Regions from separate parts of the Hordeum vulgare genome. Here all the other regions are linked to region 2. The links are chromatin contacts, called in public Hi-C maps. All regions are on one chromosome and are shown on one strand. Each heading gives the region's core, a stretch centred on a gene start, on an enhancer-like site or on the middle of the called end of the contact. The rest is flanking DNA. Distances are from core to core; before and after follow the strand shown. Region 1 holds the start of LOC123431437. Region 2 holds the start of LOC123431435 (40S ribosomal protein S17-3-like). Region 3 holds the start of LOC123431427.

Region 1 (3,303 bases), core at 760-3,259, 510 kb before region 2:
ATCAAAGTGGTAAGAACAACATCACATCTGATCCGTTCCCATCCATATTATGTGGTAATTGATACTCACTCTGTTTTTAAATATAACTCTTTTTAAAGATACTAATACAGATTACATACGAATGTATATAGACATATTTTAGAGTATAAATTCACTCATTTTGTTTCACATATAATTCGTAATGAAATCTCTAAAAGACTTTTTTTTAAATGAAGGCAAAAGATTTGCCTTATCTGTGAAATAAGAGGGAAAAAGACTTATATTTAGTAAGGAAGGGAGTAATACACTACTACTGCATACAACTGTCAAACGATGTCTAAAATTGTGTGCACATCTTACATTGTTACCTTGTTTTTTAATTTTTGAGGATCATTACCTTGTTTTTATTGGTGTGTCATTCATTATCGTCCATGATGTTCAAGTGCTTGACCATGTCTTTGAAGATATGGTCCAAATACATGGAAATAGACCACACAAAAAGGAAAACACAGGGGCGGAAGATCACGATCGCAATCACCGTGAGTCAGCGATATTTTATCCTGCAAGTAGGGGTCATTCATCGTGAACCTGAAAACCCCAGATAAGAGACTGTGAATCAGCAGGGGCACAAGTCTATATATATCATCAGCATACAAACAAAATAAAGAGGTGGTTTCACCAATTGGCGTGTTGATGTCGAAGACACGTCCAAATAGAATTGAACCGTTCTTGCGCGCACGCATGCAATCGCATGCCCGTGACCGCGAGACGGGTCAGGACCCCGGAGCGTGCCATCTTTCTTCTGTCTTGCTATCAATGGAAATGGTCTTGAATTCGCTTCTAAGCTTCAACAACTCTTAGCTTTTACAGGCGTGGAGGGTTCGACGATGGAGCCTGCTTTCGACACCGGTCGGCGTCACCAGGCCCAGGAGGGGAGCAGAGCATGCTCGTGCCCGTTGACTTTGTATGTGTCAAGTGATCCAATTCCAAGCGAGAGTAGAGACGTTTTTTCTTTTCTTGCATTCAGCAAGTTTCCCGAAGGGATAATTCATTCATCAGACTACTTGGTCATACTCAGAGAGATACGCCTTGCATTTGTTGGTAGAAGCATATTCATCTTGAAAGAGTCAGCTTTGGGAAGCATTTAACATGGAACCAAATGGCAACGTAGCTGGACGTGGTCGCATTTGTTTATCCGCTCTTTAGTACGTGTAGGAAGGAAGGAAGGATCGGTGATTCAGATTGGTAGCGGCATGTCCATACTCTTCACACCCACTGCACGTATAATACTCGGACGACTAGTAGCTCTGACGACGGACGTTGCTCATGCCCCCTTCAGGTCGCGCGCTGCCTATGATGATGCATTTGGCCTCGTCCGGGCCTCCGATGAACCCGATACAGATGCAGATGCCGACTCGCGCCGTCGCGTGAAAACGACCGGCATCGTTTGGATTTGGACGATTTCGTCGATGCTTCGCCAAGTGGAAAATCCCGTCGCACGTCCGACTCCTTTCGCGGTACGCCGTTCGCCGGCCAGGCGGGTCCGTCCGGTGCAGATCGAGGCCGTCTGCCCTCTGGTGTGATCTCTGTCACGCGTTCAGTCGTCGTAGTACCAGACGGCCTAGAAGAACTGTGGCCTCAGGTCCACAGCCACAGACACAGCTCACTTGACCCGTCTGCCCCACACAAGGTCAACTCGAGTAGCATTGCGGTGGTAGTGCCATGTGACTTGTGAGATCTCGGTCGCGAGAAAACGGAAAAAACCCGGCCCGATCCCACCGTGCACGACGGCCCGACGGAGCCCTGCTCGTCCAAACTGACCTCGCCGATCAACACGACCCCGGAGAATGACACAAACCAACCCAAATCAGGCCACGACTCCTTCCTTCCCTTCGAAACCTTCCCGCGGTTCACGGCGCCCCCCGGGCCCACACGTCACACGCCGGCGGCGCCGTGCGCCGGGTCCATCGGCCGTGCGTCATGGACGGCCCAGCAGCTCGTTCTTAAACCCCCACCACCCCCCGTTCCTTCCTCCTCGTTCGCCTCGCCGCGCTCAGAAACGAAAGGAAATCCCAAATCCCGTTACAGGAGCAGCGGCGGAGGAAAAACAAAAGGAAAGAAAAATACCGTTGCCCTCCCGTTCCGTTCCGTCCCGTAAAACCCAGGGCCCGAGGGGAGAGGAGAGGAAGCATGGGAGAAGAGACCCTCGTGCAGGCCATGCCGCCCGCGCCCCACCGCCACCACCACGTCCACCCCACCGCCGCTCCCGATCCGGCCGCCGTCAAACGTCGATGCGACGATCCGCGGGCCGGGACCGACGCGGGCGAGGGCACGGACGTGTACTACGCGCGCAAGATGCTGCAGGGCGTGGTGCTCCGCCCGCCGTCGCACCTCCCGCAGCCAGAGGCGCCGCCCGGCCTGTCCCTGACCAGAGCGGCATCCACGCCGGCGCCGCACGGGCACGTGGAGCGGCCCAACTCCGCCGCGGCCGTGGTGGACGTGGCGTCCATCGGGCGCTTCTTCCGCGACCGGCGCGACGTGCTGTCCTCGGCCATCAACCGCCGCATCTCGTCGCTCAAGGAGACGTCGTCGGCCCCGGCGCCGGGGGACGCCTGCTACGGCGTGCAGGAGATCCACCTGCCCAACGTGAAGGTCACGGTGCGCCTCAAGGAGGCCATCGCCGCCGACGCGGAGGAGGACGACGGCTACGGCCACTCCTTGTCGGGCAGCCACATCAAGGGCCGGGTCAGCTTCTTCTCCCGCTCGGGTTGCCGCGACTGCGCCGCCGTGCGCGCCTTCTTCCGCCAGTCGGGCCTGCCCTACGTGGAGATCAACCTCGACGTGTTCCCGGAGCGCGAGGACGACCTCGCGTCCCGGGCCGGCGCCGCCGCGCGCGTGCCCCAGATCTTCCTCAACGAGAAGCTCCTGGGCGGGCTCGTCGTGCTCAACTCCCTGCGCAACAGCGGCGAGTTCGACCGGCGCGTGCGCGAGCTTGCCGGGAGGCGGTGCCCCGACGCGGCGCCGAGGGTGCCCGTGTACGGGTTCGACGCCGGCATGGAGGAGGAGAGGGAGGACGCCATGGTGGGCATCGTGAGGGTGCTCCGGCACCGGCTGCCCATCCAGGACCGGTTCGTGAGGGTGAAGCTCGTGAAGAACTGCTTCTCCGGCGCCGACATGGTCGACGGCATCGTCAACCACTTGGAGTGCAGCAGGAACAAGGTGATTTGCACTAGTAGATTATTACTGCCTGCTTCTGTTTCGTTTGACTTTTTATTGTGAATCTGCGATCGTTGTTTGTTTATCCTTGCATGAATGGTCTTGGGT
Region 2 (3,086 bases), core at 78-2,577:
GCTGGGAGGCGCGAGATCAACGGGCAGCGGCTCTGGATCGGGATCCCCTCCTGTTCAGGCGCTCGCGAGCGCAGCCTCCAGCGCACGCATGGACCTGGCGAGTGACTCTGCGACCTCCTCCAGCCGCGCGAGCTGGCATCCCCTCCTCCCCCGTTTCCTGCTCGTCGGCCACCGCCAACGACGACCCCGCCCCCTTCTCTCCCGACGCGACGACGACGACGAGCAGGAAGAGTAGGAGGAGCAGCGCGGCGGGGGCGCGGTGGGCCATGGCTGTCAGCGACTGCGGGGAGGAGGGTTCTGGGTGCGCATAGCGTAGGGAGGGAGGTTGGGATTAGCTCGGGGGAGCGGAAGCCGATCTGCTCTCGGGGAAAGTGGCAGTGGCACGAGAGGGCCATCCCTTGCCGAGCTCGTCGGTCAGCCGGTGTGCGACGGTTGTGGGGCCCGGTGGTCAGGTGGTGGCCACAGACCATGGGCCCCGCGGGCCAGTCGTGTCTTTTATTTTGGTTTGTTTGCGCTACGACGGCCCTGCCATACTAGGACGCATACGGGCTCACCAAGTACTTCACCGTGTGCGACTCCTAGGGAATTTTTTCTACGGGATTTTGTTTCTACTTTAAATAATTTGGGGCTTCACAAAAATTTCAAAAATTTAAGAAAGTGGGAATTTTGAAATAGAATGTTTAATAAATTATAAAATATTTGTGGATTCAAAAATACTTGCGATCTTGCAGAAAATGTTTAAAATTTTGAAAACAAATATTCGAGAAATCAAACAACGTTCATGATTTTTTAAAAGTTCATGAAGTACTTTTTATAATGAAATTGTTCAAATTTTTGTCAATTCTAAAAATGATCATGAATGGAAAAATATCTAAAAGTTCAAAAAAAGGGTTTGTGACTTATAAAATAATTTTTCATTCATAAAATATTTAATGATTTAAAAATGACCACGCATTTCTTTGTCCCATTGCAACGCACGGGCCCTTTTGTTAGTATATCGAAAGTAATATATTTTGGTACAAGTTTGCTGAGCCTAGTCTCGTTTGCAGCCCTAGGCAAAGGGAAATTTTTTTTGAGGTGTGGCAAAGGGAAATAAGAAGTACTGATTAAGATTCCAGTCCAGTTTTATTCTACTGGGCCTAAACCAACCGAAATGAGTAAAGAAGAGACCTTCCGAACAACGTGAGGCCCAACAAAGGTAATTTCGATCTCGTGCGCCCATCGCAATACGAACGGCTGGCATCCGTCCCCCACGCCCAAACCCTAGCTACGCACGCGGCCGGTACCATTATAAAAGTTCAAGTCGCCCCCAAACCCTACCCCTCCAGCCCACGCGCCGCCGCACCCCGCACCAACAAGCGCCGAGCCGCCGCCGCCGCCGCCGGAGAAGGAGAGGGAGCCGCCGCAGCCATGGGTCGCGTCCGCACCAAGACCGTGAAGAAGACCTCCCGACAGGTCATCGAGAAGTACTATTCTCGGATGACCCTCGACTTCCACACCAACAAGAAGGTGCTCGAGGAGGTGTCCATCTTGCAGTCGAAGCGCCTCCGCAACAAGGTGGCCGGCTTCACCACCCATCTGATGCGCCGCATCCAGCGCGGCCCCGTCCGCGGCATCTCCCTCAAGCTGCAGGAGGAGGAGCGCGAGCGCCGCATGGACTTCGTCCCTGAGAAGTCGGCTCTTGAGGTCGACGAGATCCGCGTCGACAAGGAGACGATGGACATGCTGGCGTTCCTCGGCATGGCCGATCTCCCTGGCGTCGAGCGCGCTCCCGAGGTCACCGCGTCCGCCGCCCCCTTCCGCCAGCCGTACAACGGACCCCGCGGTGGCAACCGCGCCTAGGTTCCCCCGCATCGTCGCCGTACCCCTATCATGCTTTATAAGTTTTTATTAGATCTGTTACTTGTGGCAAGTACTATTTTGAACTCAGCTCTTAAGTTCGAGGTGTTTTGATCTGCGTATGGTGGACATGATCTGTTTATCCAACCGTTAATCTGAAGTGATTCGATATATTGCTGTTGAGCTTTGAAGTTTATGTGATATCTTTGCTATTGTTGCTCGATGATCGATTGATTCGTGAGCTGTCTATTTATAATTATATATGTATGCATTGTCATGTTGATACAACACCTATGCAATGAATTTCTCTATGTAGGCCGATGTCCTGTCATAACCTAGCTATAACGTTCAGTAGTGGGACATGCCTTATAGGTTTGTTATGGGTCTAGTGTGTTGTTCAATTGTTCTTATTTTTTGTCAGCACCAGTGGGTTGCCAACATTAGTTGTGTTTTGGTTTGTTACTTGTGTCTTTGCTCTGATATTTAATTACGATAGTGTCTTTCAGTTTAGGGAGTTCACAGGATCGAACTAGTTCCCTTTTTCTTTGTTGAAAAGGCAACCGTAAACCAAGTCTGGTCATTGTATACCACACTTGGGGTTGCTGATCTTTGACTACTGTATTATGTTCTTTCGCTGCAACATGAGTACCCAAGGACCCTGACCTGCTCTGTGAGTAATCGGGTGCTTTGGTCTAGTTATGCTCCGCATTGCAACCAGATGGGCTAATATTGGACAAGTTTGTTCTGTTCTCCCACTGGAACCTGAGTACCCAAGGACGCAGTCCTGCTCTGTGAGTAATTGGGGTGCTTTGGTCTACTTGTCCTTTGCAATGCAACAACATCGTTGCTTGAACTAATATTGGGCTGGTTTATTATGTTCTCCCATTGGAATCTGTGTACCCAAGGACCCAGTCCTGCTGTTATTATTGGTGTGATTTGGTCTACTTCTGTTCTGCAATGCAAGCAGATGCTGATTCTGCTATTTAGGTTGTTTAGGTTCCAGCCAGGTGAATATTGATTGGTTTTCTTTTTAATTTCCTTTGAAAAAAATCTGTGTTGAATGGCCGGCCCTGCTTTTGATGGGTTTGCTTGGTTATCTTGTGCTCTTGTTTGTTTTTGTTGAATATCTGCAGTTCATTGAGTTTAAACCGGTGATATTTGTACTACGTTGTTATGTTTTTTTTGGCTTCACTGAATATGTTGAATAGGTTCATTGGTTGCACCTGAATACAGGGGTTGACCTTTGT
Region 3 (3,259 bases), core at 603-3,102, 260 kb after region 2:
AAACAAAAGCAGTCGAAAGCTATCTGGACAAGTGAAATAATTCAGAATCCTTACTTTACATGGACAATTAAAGCTTCATTTCCTCTCTCAAGTCTAGTAATAGAGAAAAGGGACCTCTAAATCGCTACCTAAAGAACTAGATATGCTCAAAGATAAATGAAAAGAAAATCTAAGCTGCCTTATAATTATTCTTAAAAAGTGTATATGGACAGTTAGGATTGTGCATACCTCATTGGCGACCGGGGAAGATTGATCATCTTGGTCATATATTAAAACCAGCAGTATATGTTTGAATTCCTCGTAAGCTTCCTTTGGAACATACCGACACACCAATATTCATTATGCAAGATTCAAATGAAAACAATGAATATGCATGACAGAAAATAAAGGTGACTGTATACGAATATGTAGGAACTCGATGATAGTAAAGTAAAATATATATATCACAGGAAAGTTCACATTAAAGGTATGACATATCAGTTTAGCTAAAACACATGCATCCTCAATTGTGGGCAGTGGACATCGGACACAACAATAGTTAGGGCCGACAGGAGCAACAGCAAGCTGAGATGCAGCATCTGCAACACAGCAATTCAGAGACATTTGAAGTACTCTGTTAATAAATTAGCCTAGCACAGACACGCAAGCAATGACATCCTTCAGGTAGTGTCATTGTACATCAAGTCGTCCTCTGCACGATGGATTTCTACCCCTAATTCACAACAGCTCATTACTGGAATGATGCAAAGTTACCCTCTACCTTTTCAGTATTTGTGTTCAATATGTGAGTGTCTAATAGATCTGAAATTTGCCCTCCCAGGCTGGAGAAGGAAAAAACTGGAAATTAGGTTAATAAACACTGAAACCTTCTGAAATAGGAAGATGGCATAGTGCACAGGCCTCTAGTAATTCAATTCTATTTTCACGGTGCTTGTAGGAAAACAGAAGTACAGCTGTACGAAGGAATTTAGTGAAAGTGGTAAAAAACAGTTTGTTGCAGCATCTTGTTCCAATATATTTGCTCAAAGAAACCCTATAGGATACAAAATGCTGCAAACTTGCTACCAAAGTCCTACGTTCCAGACAAGGTTCGCGCAGAATTCATGTGATCCAACCGGACACATGCAGACTAGTATACCCAATAGGAAACCAACGCAAATGCAATAATCAATCAATTCAGGGGCTCTTAAGGTGAGAGAAAGAGGGTCGATGCAGCACTCACAGGGTAGGCGTCGAGAGCACAGGGTGCGAGAGCTGTGCGGAGACAGTCGAGCGCCGCCTCCCTGTCCGACTCCGTACCCTTCCTCACCAGCTCCACGAATCTCTGCACAACAACACAATTGACATCCTGCCTGCGTGTGGGAAAACATAAAACGAGAGAGAGAGAGAGAGAGAGAGAGAGAGAGAGAGAGAGAACAGACAAGAGTTTAGGTACCTGCTTGTGTAGGTGAAAGAGGAGGCGGTGGTCGAGTAGCGCGGCAGGGGCGTGAGCTCGGAGGAGCGCGAGGGCGGCGTCGACGTCACCAGCCTCGAGCGCGCGACGGGCCCGGCGGATGAGGATGCGCGAGCAGTAGGACGAGGAGGTCGAGGTGGATGGGGATGAGGAGGTGGCGGTGGTGGTGGAGGAGGATGGGGATGAGGGCGGCGATGGGGAGGCAGGAGGGGCGATGAGGCGATCGGATCTGACGAAGTCGAGCACGAGAGCGTCGAGCGAGTCCCAGTTCACCGGCGAAGGGGGCAGCGGGTCCATCGCCGGCGAGGAGACGGCGGTGGCGTGGGGCTAAGGGGGAACGGGTGGGATTGGGAAGTTGAGATGATGAAGTCGGTGGAAGGTAGCAAGGTCTGATGCCTACGTGTAACGAAAACGAACCGTGAGAAGTTTTCTTTTATTTTTCTTGTTCTTATTATCTTATTATTATTATAAAATGATGGGTGACAATCAAGGTGTCATAAAGACATGTACAATGGTGATATCCGTCCCATAATTCTTGAAACTTAATCAAAGTGATTGATCTATCATTGTCGATGGTTACAGGGAGTATATATAACTCCTGGAGAGACGCGACGACACAGAGGAGATGCGTCGGTTCCAGGGAGTCAGGAAAGAGACGTCCGTGCGGGAGGAAACCGCTCGAGCGGTTACATCAAGAGGAGATTTTCCCCTAATTTATGTAATTAGTTTTAACACTCCCCCTAATCTACGTTTGACCATGTGGAGTCATCTTCATGATTGTCCGGGAAGCTTTATCATCAAAAACTCTTCTTCAAAAGTTCTTCATAAAGACTTTGTTGAAAACCTGAAATATAAACTCACAAAGAGATAGCATAATGTGATGTTATTGAACAAGGATATCTCAAGAAGATACTCCCCCTGTTGCCTGCAAGTCTCTAAGTCGTCGCATACCAATTCCGTGAACATATTTCTGGAATGTTGAGTTTGGTAGAGACTTAGTAAACAAATCAGCAATGTTGTCACATGATTTGACTTGCAGAATGCTTATTTCCCCGCTTTTCTGAAGATTGTGGGGGAAAAACCATTTAGGAGAAATATGCTTAGTGATATTGCTCTTGATATATCCTGTCTGCATCTGTGCAACACATGCCGCATTATCCTCATAGATAATGGTGGGTGATTCAATAGAACCAATTCCACATGGTTGTTGTATGTGGTTTATCATTCTGCGAAGCCATACACATTCACATGACGCTTCAATTAATGAAATTATTTCAGAATGATTGGTAGATGTAGCCACTAGAGTCTGTTTGGAAGACTTCCATGATATAACTGTACCACCATGTAGGAACACAAAACCGGTCTGAGATCTGTCATTACGGGGATCAGACAAATAACCGGCATCTGCATACCCAATCATATCAGAGTCCAGATTTTGGTGGAACTGAAAAAATAGGCCAAGATCCTTTGTGCCTTGGAGATATCAAAAGATATTCTTTACTCCAGACCAATGTCGTTTGGTGGGAGATGCGATGTATCTAGCAAGTAGATTCACTGCAAATGCAATATCAGGTCTTGTGCAATTTGCAAGATACATAAGCGCTCCAACTACACTGAGATATGGAACTTCAGGTCCCAACACCTCTTCTCCATCATCCCTCGGTCTGAATGGGTCTTTCTCTACGTCTAGAGATCGAACCACCATAGGAGTTTTAGATGGATAGGATTTGTCCATATTGAATTTCTCCAATATTTTCTGGATATAGGTAGCTTGGTGTACCATGATTCCTGAGGGAAGGTGCTCAA

What was found. Hi-C and Micro-C count contacts between places; a contact is called where the count stands out from the background.
Region 1: a contact with region 2 is called in a Hi-C map of leaf, with 3 times the contacts expected there. The contact joins the promoter of LOC123431437 here to the promoter of LOC123431435 in region 2. A contact is called at or near these places in 5 of 6 Hi-C or Micro-C datasets (leaf and seedling) and 1 of 1 datasets of contacts at active chromatin or transcription factors (embryo).
Region 3: a contact with region 2 is called in a Hi-C map of seedling, with 2.9 times the contacts expected there. The contact joins the promoter of LOC123431427 here to the promoter of LOC123431435 in region 2. A contact is called at or near these places in 4 of 6 Hi-C or Micro-C datasets (leaf and seedling) and 1 of 1 datasets of contacts at active chromatin or transcription factors (embryo).

What each region holds. Positions count from the first base shown.
Region 1 is chr1H:289,673,338-289,676,640 of MorexV3_pseudomolecules_assembly, reverse strand. It overlaps LOC123431437, which reads left to right and starts at 2,009. Exons shown (of 5, transcript XM_045115213.1): 1 at 2,009-3,198. The coding sequence starts at 2,170.
Region 2 is chr1H:289,163,922-289,167,007 of MorexV3_pseudomolecules_assembly, reverse strand. It overlaps LOC123431435 (40S ribosomal protein S17-3-like), which reads left to right and starts at 1,327. Exons shown (of 1, transcript XM_045115211.1): 1 at 1,327-2,010. The coding sequence starts at 1,411. The coding sequence ends at 1,842.
Region 3 is chr1H:288,907,829-288,911,087 of MorexV3_pseudomolecules_assembly, reverse strand. LOC123431427 reads right to left here and starts at 1,852. Exons shown (of 12, transcript XM_045115207.1): 1 at 1,436-1,852; 2 at 1,223-1,324; 3 at 229-309. The coding sequence starts at 1,750.